Regions from separate parts of the Mus musculus genome. Here regions 2 and 3 are each linked to region 1. Evidence: chromatin contacts called from public HiChIP or PLAC-seq data. All regions are on one chromosome and are shown on one strand. Each heading gives the region's core, a stretch centred on a gene start, on an enhancer-like site or on the middle of the called end of the contact. The rest is flanking DNA. Distances are from core to core; before and after follow the strand shown. Region 1 has its middle 82 kb from the start of Gm25564. Region 2 has its middle 22 kb from the start of Gm4166. Region 3 has its middle 49 kb from the start of Gm4166.

What was found. HiChIP or PLAC-seq counts read pairs in DNA pulled down with a chosen protein or histone mark.
Region 2: a contact with region 1 is called in an H3K4me3 HiChIP or PLAC-seq map of embryonic forebrain, with 7 times the contacts expected there. The contact joins two enhancer-like sites. A contact is called at or near these places in 1 of 484 Hi-C or Micro-C datasets (urothelial organoids), 7 of 115 datasets of contacts at active chromatin or transcription factors (differentiating embryonic stem cells, embryonic basal ganglia, embryonic forebrain and 4 more) and 1 of 9 other capture datasets (embryonic tail).
Region 3: a contact with region 1 is called in an H3K4me3 HiChIP or PLAC-seq map of embryonic basal ganglia, with 5 times the contacts expected there. The contact joins two enhancer-like sites. A contact is called at or near these places in 3 of 39 promoter capture datasets (cranial neural crest, maxillary cranial neural crest and second pharyngeal arch cranial neural crest) and 7 of 115 datasets of contacts at active chromatin or transcription factors (differentiating embryonic stem cells, embryonic basal ganglia, embryonic forebrain and 4 more).

Annotation. Positions count from the first base shown.
Region 1 is chr12:28,430,909-28,434,446 of GRCm38.p6, reverse strand. No RefSeq gene overlaps it. Among named protein-coding and RNA genes, the nearest start is that of Gm25564, 82 kb to the right of the region's middle. Within about 2 kb of position 1,881, at least 68 of the 459 cell types and tissues checked have an H3K27ac peak or open chromatin away from gene starts, as enhancers often do. A contact at or near this core is called in embryonic basal ganglia, embryonic forebrain and embryonic limb bud, where this site is marked.
Region 2 is chr12:27,574,635-27,578,172 of GRCm38.p6, reverse strand. No RefSeq gene overlaps it. Among named protein-coding and RNA genes, the nearest start is that of Gm4166, 22 kb to the left of the region's middle. Within about 2 kb of position 1,767, at least 39 of the 459 cell types and tissues checked have an H3K27ac peak or open chromatin away from gene starts, as enhancers often do. A contact at or near this core is called in embryonic basal ganglia, embryonic forebrain and embryonic limb bud, where this site is marked.
Region 3 is chr12:27,644,953-27,648,490 of GRCm38.p6, reverse strand. No RefSeq gene overlaps it. Among named protein-coding and RNA genes, the nearest start is that of Gm4166, 49 kb to the right of the region's middle. Within about 2 kb of position 1,625, at least 24 of the 459 cell types and tissues checked have an H3K27ac peak or open chromatin away from gene starts, as enhancers often do. A contact at or near this core is called in embryonic basal ganglia and embryonic forebrain, where this site is marked.

The sequences.
Region 1 (3,538 bases), core at 632-3,131:
TTAACTAATTCACAGCTACAGTCAGCAACCCAGATTAGCAATTTTTCAGGTAAAATTCTCTAATGTAATGCAACCTGAAGATACAGTCACTCGATGCATGCTAAAGAATGGTAGGGGTGTTACCAATCTTTGTTTTCCGTAATGGAAGCACTGTGTATCGACAAGCAGAAGAAACCTTGTATGTCCAGTTAAACACATGGCAGTTCAATTAAAATCTCTATTACCAATACAGCCTTGAATCGGAGCCAGGTGTGATGGCACAGGTCTTTAATCCCTCTACTAGGGAGGCAGAGGCAGGAGGATAGCCTGGTTGAAATAGTGCGACCCTGTCTCACACCCACCTGCTCAGTATTTATGAATATTGCCTGCTGGGACCACACATGCAGGGAAAAGTGAAGTCTCACGATGCTGTCTGGGAAACTCCACCATCCACACCTTGGATTCTGAATGTGGTTTTCAATTAAATTTTAGGCATTGTGTTCACAAACCTCTTATTAACATGTTAGTTCAGCCATGTGACCCCACATGAGGTCATGCCCCAAAATTTAGAAACTGTAAATTAAGCTGCTGGCTAATTACACGAGAACAAATGATCCTTTTTTAAAAATTGGATATTTTCTTTATTTACATTTCAAATGTTATCCCCTTTCCTGGTTTCTCTCCTTCTTGGAAACCTTCTATCACATCCTCCCTCTCCCTGCTTCTATGAGGGTGTTACTCCATCCACCCACCCACCCACCCATTCCGAGCTCCTCACCCTTGATTGTCCTACACGGGACATCTATCGAGCCTTCATAGGACCAAGACCTCTCCTCCCATTGATGCATGACAAGGCCATCCTCTGCTACATATGCAGCTGGAGCCATGTGTACTCCTTTGTTGATGGCTTAGTCCCTGGGAGTTCTGGGGGGTCTGGTGGTTGATATGATCTTAAAGATTGACTTCTGACCATATGATACCTTGTAGGTGTAGATGGGGGAATTTACATCCAGATCATCAAGGGGAACTGTACCGTCCTAACTGCGGAGAGTGGGCTGGGGGAGGGAGGCAAAAACCCATCACTTACAAGAGATGAGAAATCCAAACCTGGAGGCTGGTCTGAGAGGTCAGTTACTCCAAGTGAAAAAGAGTAAAGTCAATGTCTCATTCAGCCCTCATGCCGAGCTGGAAGAAAAGATAAGCTAGGTAGGTCTCCCGTCCTCCGTAAGGCCATTGACTTGGCTGAGGACTTGAGGTCATCACCCAAGAGGAACAGTGAGTCTATCCATCCCTCTATTTGGACTTCTGTCCCAAAGTCTATCTATAAAGGAACTAGGGAAGCATATTTATTCTTCACGACGGTGGGAGGCTACATGGCACAAACAGAAATTGGGAAAACCCATTTCTGGGTACTGTGGAAACTGCTGTTTGCAGCCGCCTCATCTGAATCACCATGCACCAACCCTTCAGGGTGACTGGGAGCAGTTGTCTCTGGGACATGGCCAGGCAAATGGGTCCTAGAGCAGCTCTGAGTTCTGCTTCTTTTATTCACACAGCTGGTTCGCTCCTTGGAGCCTTTAGAGTGCCGTGTGTGTGTGTGTGTGTGTGTGTGTGTGTGTGTGTGTGTGTGTGTGTGTGTGTGTGAATTCCTATAGGTTTGAAGGGTGGTATCAATGATCTGGCCTGACATCTGACAAGTATTCTCAGCCTGACATCTGACAAGTATTCTCAGCACTTATCAGTTGACTGACAAAATGTCACCAAGCGTTTTTTTTTCTTTCCTGTTTTTATCGGGCAATGCACAAGTTGACCACTGGATGGCAATGTTTCCCCACGAACGCATCTTCTCCCCGCCCCCTTCCTAGTGAGGACAAAAGCGGCTGGAAAGTGGTCCAGGTGCTGCCATTCTGAGGAGCTTTCTCCTAAGTAGCCCATTTCCTCCTGGGAAGGGGAAAACCCAGAAGTCTCACAATTCAGAATATTTTTCTCCTTTCTGCAATCTACATGCAGAGCTTTTGTGTTTTCTTTCTTTTTTATTATTTCCTTTTTTTTTTTTTATCTCGCCTAGAGAAATTTTCATTCACTGTCACCAACAGATTTATTTTCACTCTGCCTTAGAAACTGAACATTCTGTTGGACGCTGGTCCACAGGAGAGCGCGGTTTCAGACACCTCTGTAATAGGAAGCGACGGTAGGCACTGGGGAGGATCCCTACCTGTGGTCGGTGCTGTGGGAGGCTCCTGGAAGCGGCAGTGAAAACCCTGATAGTAAATGCCGCCCAAACTGCTGGTTACTTCTGGGGTTTCCAGATGCCATGTGGACACCCAGACAGTTTCCCCATCCTTCTTGGAGAGTTGCTGGGGAATTCTAAGTCACAATCGAAATTCCTTAATGCCTCAGAGCTTTCAACTGAAGTCTGAGCTGATCAAATGGCCCAGGATACGCGTTTTCCCCTCGGCTCTTCCCTTTGTGCTTTGGGCACCTTAAGGTAGCATGAAGGGTCTTAAAGATGGGTTGGGCTGAGCCTTGCTCTGACTGCCTAGGCTTGTGCTTGTTCTTTGTGGCTTTCATGCAGTGCCTTGGGACCTAGAAAGGGACAATCTAAAGGCTGGAAGGAGCTTGAGAGTTTAGCCACTTCAGCTCTATTCTGTGTGTTTGTGTGTGTGTTGCATGCATGTGGATGTGCGAATGTGTGTGCAGGCACATATGGATGCCAGACCAGTTGGCTGTTTTCCTCTCTCACCTTTTCCTTTTCTTCCCTCCCTCCCTCCCTCCCTCCCTCCCTCCCTCCCTCCCTCCCTCCCTCCCTCCCTCCCTCCCTCCCTCTTTCTCTCTCTCTCTCTCTCTCTCTCTTTCTTTCTTTCTTTCTTTCTTTCTTTCTTTCTTTCTTTCTTTCTTTCTTTCTTTCTTTCTTTCTTTCTTTCTTTCTTTCTTTCTTTCTGACAGGGTCTCTCTGTATAGCTATCACCTTTTATTAAGGCAGGGCCTCCCACTGAATCAGAAGCTCAGGCTGTCTTGACAGCTCTTCTTTTGGATCCTTGGGATCCTACAATGCTGGCTTTACTGGTGCACTTAGCAAAGCCTAGTGTTTTCTTGGGTGTTGGGATTTCTACTCAGGTCTTCGTGCTTGCAGACCAAGTGTTCCTGCCTACTCAAGCCATCTCCCAAAGGCCCAGGTCCTTTGAGTTTTACATTTTAACTTTATTCTTTGGCAATTTAACACACTAAACAATGTTGTGCAACAATATATACCCCCATTCCCCTCTCCAATCATTCTAGATACCATCTCCCACATGTCCTTACAAACTTCATCTCCTCCCAGCTCTGCCTTCTCCTCCTTCCTCCCCTCTTTTCACCCACTGAGTACAATTCTTGTCACATGCTTAAGACAAGTTACATGTCACATACTGCTTACATTCTTAAGGCTATGGGGTACCTTCCACTGGACTGTAGACTTCCTACAATGGCCGCACTGATGAAGAAAATGATTCTTCTTCCCACAGTGGCCTTCACCTTCCCATGGCTCCTCATAAGCCCCTCCCCCTCCATGTTGGTTGAC
Region 2 (3,538 bases), core at 518-3,017, 860 kb after region 1:
AATCCCAACATTAAACCCAACTCCAACCCTAACCCTAATGCTAACCACAACCCTACATCTGATGCCAACCCCATTTCCAACTCTAACCAGAAACCCAACGCTGAAACCAACACTAAACCCAAACCCCAAACATAACCCTAACCTAATCCTAATCTCAACCGCAACCCCAATTCCAATCCTGACTCTGACCCTAACCCCTCAAACCCTAACCCTAACCACTATAGCAACTGTTAAACCCATGCTCTGAAGAAAGCAACTATACTGAAATGCAAATAAATGGACAGTAGCTTCTCACAATAAGGAGATTTAGTTACAAATATGGAACACTAGAAGTTCTTACCAACAGAATAGATAGTTGACTCCTGATCCAGACATCCAGCATAGATGGAGTGTGCCTGACCAGCTCCACCACACTCCAACAGTGAGACCCTTGGTCTGAATCAGACCAGGGGACAACAGGCCTGCCCATAGGTACTGGGTGATGCCATCTGACCCCATGAGAAGGACACATCTGAAACACACACACACACACACACACACACACACACACTATGGGTAATATAATTTCAAAACAACAACATAATACTTCACATATATGAAAGAAAGTTTCATCTCTTGCTTTCAATAAGGGAGGCAGAGGCAGGCAGATTTCTGAGTTCGAGGCCAACCTGGTCTACAAAGTGAGTTCCAGGACAGCCAGGGCTATACAGAGAAACCCTATCTCGAAAAAACAAAAACAAAAACAAAGAAACAAACAAAAGTATCTGTATAAGCCCTGACTAAATTTGCCAGTTGGTGGGGTTTTTTTTGTGTGTGTGTGTGTGTATGTGTGTGTATGGGGGGAGGGGTGTTTTGTTTTGTTTTATTTTGTTTTGTTTTGTTTTTCCTTCCCCTGTGCGGCTGTCTCCTGAAGGAAGAATAGATTTCCCAATTGTAGAGAATTTGTTACTAAACCCTCTGAGCAGACAGCTTCACTGGACTGGACACTGCAACCACTGTTCTGTTTCTAGTTTTGTGCATGTTAATTTTTTCCTTTTGTGGTACCCCCTACCCACCATCAGTACCATGTCATTTCTTAAGCTGATCTTGCAATAACTTTTCTGAGGTTATAGGGTCATCTGATCAGGGCAGATTCTTCTCACTTCTGTTTACAGTCATTTGTGCATTGGGTATTGTTGCTATTGGATGTTCCTAATTGTGCCCCTCAGTAACTCCCAGTGACCTTCAGACCCTCAGTGTCATCTCTCTGACTCACAGAAGGATCTCTGTGGGAGCCATTTCAGACTTTGTTCTCTACGTTAAATGCATGACACAATATCAAGGAGTCCCAACTTAACTTTAGAGAATTAATCACCGAAATGCACAGTTTAGTAGGGACTAAAAGTAATAAAAATGTATTGTTAACTCAAAATATGTCCTAGTTTGATAATGAAATGTAATTGGTCGGTATTAGCAAATTAAACATGGTTTGGGGTGGCCTCTCTTCTCTCTTCCCTTCCTTCCCTCCCTCCTCCTTACTACTTTTCTTAAGAAAGTCACATTGGCAGTTAACATCGACTAGTACATGTTCTCAGCTGTCACATTAGGGTGCTCTGTCCTACCAGAACCTGGCCATACACTGAGTTACATTCATGCTATAATGGAGCTGGGCTACACAGTTCAGCAAACATTCTTACAGCCTCTTGACCACACAGCTGTAGCAAGGGCCTGCTTTTTCCATTCTCACTTTCCCTGAACCCTTGCTCAGAGCCTGTCTATTCCATGACTTCAGAAAACAAAACAACAGGATTCAGCTAGTGACCTAACTGCAAAGAACCCTGAGGGGAGTGGCTCTCTGGCTATGGCTGAGGGCAGCTGGGCAAGAAAACACATCACCCTCTATCTCAAGGCTTCAGGGACACGCCTTGAAGCCATCACCTGCACCAGTGTGACCCAGAGGCCATGCGTCCCTAGAGGGACTTGGAAGAAAGGGCTTTGAAGGCTTATTGCAAAGCAGAAGTCTGTTTCTGGGTAGCTCAGATAAGGAATATTTAATTAATTTAGGCAGTGATAATTAATAACATAAATGGAGTTAGCATAGCTCTCACATTGAACCTACTGGTAGTTACTTAAATGGCACTTATCTTGTATCTTGACTTACGATGCTGATATAAATTAATTACAGCACACAATAATGTTTATGAGCAGGTTGATCGTAATGTTTATTATCCAGCTCAGCATAGTCTGGGAGTGAAAAGAAATGCTCTCAGCAGTTACGCAGGGTCACTAGGAATAAACCAGAACTGCGTCCGGGAAATGGCACCATATGGCCGCCCTATTCATGAGGAAGGTTATTGTTGGAGAAAGCACAATTGGCTGGATTGTGTTCTAACTGCCCCAGCTGCACTTGCCAGGGCTGAGGAAGCTTGTAAACTTTCCCTGGCTTTGACAATGGTTGTGCTTCACCCTCCTAGAGGATCAAGAAGCCGAACAGCTTGGCTATCCAGCCAGCTGGAGCAACATCGCTGGAGAGCTGGAGGGGGTCATGTAGGTGACATTGGATGGCTGCTGTCAAGGTTAGTAGGATATGGCTTGACACGGTCTCTTCTTAGTATAGCTGCTGATTGGTGCTCTCAGCAAATTCAATTCTACTAAGCAAGTAAAAGCCACAAATGAAAAATTAAGTAAACAGAAAGGTAGAATGATGGGTGAGCTGTTAAAATTAGTACTGCTCTTCCAGAGGACTCAAGTTCAGGTGTAAGACCTATGTTGGAAGGCTGACAACTGCCTGTAACTCCAGTTCCAGGGGGAATCTGACACCCCTTCTTTTGGACTCTTCTATGATGCACACATGTGGCACATGCACCAACAAACAAATAAATAGAAAAATCAAGTAAACACTTTGATTTTGACTACAAAATAGTTTTTATTGGATATTTTCTTTATTTACATTTCAAATGTTATCCCATTTCTGGGTTTTCCCCCTTCCCAGAAACTCCTTATCCCATCCCTCCTCCACCTGCTTCTATGAGGGTATTTCTCCACCCACCCACTCCCGACTCCCTGCTCTCAATTCTCCTACACTAGGACATCTATCAAGCCTTCATAGGACTAAGGACCTCTCCTCCCATTGATGCATGACAAGGCTATCCTCTGCTACATATGCAGCTGGAGCCATGTGTACTCCTTGGTTGGTGGCTTAGTCCCCGGGAGGTCTGGGAGATCTAGTTAGTTGATAATTGTTGTTCTTCCTATGGGGTTGCAAACCCCTTCAGTTCCTTCAGTCCTTTCTCTTACTCTCCACTGGGGACCCCACACTCCTTCCAATGGTTGGCTGCGAGCATCTGCTTCTGTATTTGTAAGGTTCTGGCAAGACCTCTCAGGAGACAGCTATATCAGGCTCCTTTCAGCAAGCATTTCTTGACATTCACAATAGTGTCCAGTTTGGGTGACTAAATAAATCGCCTTTCTGAGCTTCAGGAATTTGATGTTTGAATTAAAGCAGATAAATAAAATGTGCCTGTTCTTCGATATGAGGGAGAAAGAGTGCATGACACAG
Region 3 (3,538 bases), core at 376-2,875, 790 kb after region 1:
CCAAACACTGAAATGACCGTGATGAGGGAGGAAGCACGTGGATCCATTGAAAAGGTGGATGCAAAGGAATGTCACCATTTTATTCAAAATCCAAGTGAAGGAGACAGAAAAGGAACGGGACCTGTATTCATTAGTTTGCCATTACTAGGAAGGTGTGCCTTCGTGTAGATAGGGGATGTATCTCAGAAGGAGTTCAGATGGGTGGGGACAGAGAAACATCCTACCTGCTCCTGTGATACAGTCACACCACTGTTTTCACATTGAGCTCAGGACACACACTCTCACCAGCCAGAGACACTGACATTTATGATTTTTAAAAGGATAAAACCTGAAACTTAACGAATGAACCCTTCAGATATTACTGCTTTTAAGTAACTGAGATGGACACCCATGGAAGGAGTTACAGAGACAAAGTTTGGAGCTGAGACAAAAGGATTTACCATCTAGAGACTGCCATATCCAGGGATCCATCCCATAATCAGCCTCCAAACACTGACACCATTGCATACACTAGCAAGATTTTGCTGATAGGACCCTGATATAGCTGTTTCTAGTGAGACTACGCCGGGGCCTAGCAAACACATAAGTGGATGCTCACAGTCAGCTATTGGATGGATCACAGGGCCCCCAATGGAGGAGTTAGAGAAAATACCCAAGGAGCTAAAGGGATCTGCAACCCTATAGGTGGAACAACATTATGAACTAACCAGTACCCCGGAGCTCTTGACTCTAGCTGCATATGTATCAAAAGATGGCCTAGTCGGCCATCACTGCAAAGAGAGGCCCATTGGACTTGCAAACTTTATATGCCCCAGTACAGGGGAACGCCAGGGCCAAAAAGTGGGAGTGGGTGGGTAGGGGAGTAGGGGGGACGGTCTGAGGGACTTTTGGGATAGCATTGGAAATGTAAATGAGGAAAATACCTAATTTTAAAAAAAGTAACTGAGATGGAGTTGAAATGTAAGTACAATTTAAATCTCTGTAAATCCAGCATCACTTGTCAGTTGTCAAGCACTACAGAGCTACACTTCCTGTTTAGCGATCATAGTGGCCATTGTACAAGTGTGTGTACACAGCTCTTGAGCCAGTGCTGCTGTCTGTCCCTACTGTGGGCTTGAATTCTCATCATCCAGTGAAGGTTGCCCTCTGGGCACAGCATGGCACCTGAAGACATGAATGTTTGAGATGGTTCGTCTTCCTGGTGTTCTTAAGCCGGGTCCGTGAGTGCACTTTATTTGAGGAATGTTCTGACATAGAAATACCAACAACCCTTTCTTGTTTTGTTACAACGAACTGTGTAACAGGAGAATGCACTGCAAATCACAGCTTGGAGTAGTGACAGGGGGAGAAGTCTTGGCTAATTAAAATGCTAACCACTTGATTAAAATGGTCTAGTTGTGAGAAGGTTGTGTTGTAAGCGCACGTGGAACAAAGATTTGGCATGGGGTGTTTTCTAGGTTGAACATTTCACCCGAAACATGTTTGGAGTTACAATAAATAAACAAAATCTTTGCTTTAAAAAAAAAAAACTGAAAGTGGGGATTAGAAGCAAGCAGACAAATGAACCCTTTGTAGAAATGATGCTTCCTCCCCTTTAACGCTGACTAATTGACAACTGTTTGAGTCTTTTCTTTTTCTATTTCTTTCCAGAGGGAAGAAAAGATTTGAGTTGGCTGAGATCCCATTAGTACACTAGCTGGAGATAAGCCATCTGTCCCAGCTGCTGTGCCTTCAACTGCCACTCCGACTGACAATGAACCCAGAGACCTGTAATAATTGTGACTTGGTCAGGTAATTCCTTCCTTTTAGAGCCCATCTGTCCCCGCTCTGCACCTCTCTCCTGGGGACACCATTCTCTGGAAGGCAGCAGAACACTGCTGGGACTCAGGATCAGCCTTGGAGGAGAGTGTGGCAGAGCCTGGAGAGAGCAGGCCCATAGAGGAACTGAGAACTGAGAATCTGTGAGGTTGTAATCCCGGTGAGAGGCACTCATAGCATCCGCCACTCAGCCTGCCCTGTTTGGGGAGACTTAAACCAACTGTTTTTGCTTGCTAAGGTGACTTGTAAGAAATGTGTCTTTTCAGGAGTTGGCTTTTCTTTATGTCTTTATGTTTTTGGTAAATTTACAATTTACCTTAAGCCTTTCCCTTTTTCCTCCCATCTTTGTGTATGTGTGAGTGTGATGTGTTTGCGTGTCATGTACACACACGCACTCATTGTGTGTGCCTGCATGATGCATGTGGGAGTGGTCAAAGGACAACTGCAGACATTACCCTTGGTGACACCATCCAGCTTCTTTGGGATCAGGTCTCTCATGGGCTAGAGCACAACAGTTTACTGAGAAAGCATGGCTCAAGTCCCTCCCATCTCTACCTCCCTCAAAGTGGAGGTGTAGGGGCATGCCAACACACCAGGCTTTTAATATCAGTTATGGGGCTCTGAATTCAGGTCCTTGTGCACAGCAGGCATTAGTAACTGAGACATCTCCCAGACTTTTTCTTTTCTTTGTAATGTCTAGCTTCCTTAAGACCAAACAATAGTGAAAGATGTCATACTTTCTTCCTAGAATTTCACTGTAACTGAACATAGCAGACATGACCTGAATCTCTGTACTGAACATGATCCCAAGTTATTTTTTTACAACTGACATCATAGTCTGAAAATACTCATTTCCTGGTGTGCCCTGCTGACTAGACCTTCCCTCAACACCTGGTAAAACAGGAGCAGGAAATAAGAGATGCCCAGCCAAGGGGCCAGGCAATCCTGCAGTAGACAGCTTGGTTGTGACCAGCATCTACTTCAAATGCAGGTGGGGGAGGCCACATCCATGTCTCCATTGATCTCAGGAGGCATATGAAAGTAAATTATTTCACCTGTGCTGCCTACTTCTGACGGCATCTTGGATGTACCTTTGGAGAACATGAATATATCCCAGCAACCAAGAAAGCATAGAAGGAGGAGGTAGGGTTGCTAGGGTTGGTAGGCTCCCAGGATACAAAGACAAACTAAAAACAAGCCTTTTGTGCAGTCCTGGCTCTGGAATGCTGATAAAACTTGGGAATCCTACAGCAAGCATCACCCTGGCCTTATCTGAACCATTCAGATAGTGGGAGCAGACACCAGTAATCTTGGTTCCCCATACATCCCCAAAAGTGTCTCACATAGCCAGGACAGGAAGGTCTGCAAAGAAGCTTTAGAATCAGTGCTAGGAGTTGGCCCAACCAGGATCAAGAGAATTTGCAATTCTCTGAAGGCTGAGGAGGGTGAGGAGGCTGGAAGCCACCAGTCTCCTAGCATGAAGAGGGAGAAGAAGTGGGCACGGAGCCTGAGAGTAGGGAGTCAGAGTTTGTGTGGGAAGAGAAAGCCACAGGCTTCCTACAGACTGACAGGAGGATAGAACAGGCCAGGTAGATAAGGCAACATTCAAGCATCAGACCGTGGACAAGACTGCAACAGGAAGTTAGCCCAGGAAAAAGATGGAGGAGGTCTCATCAGGCCATAGATCTCAAGCAAGACTGCCACAGTGCCCTGATTCTAC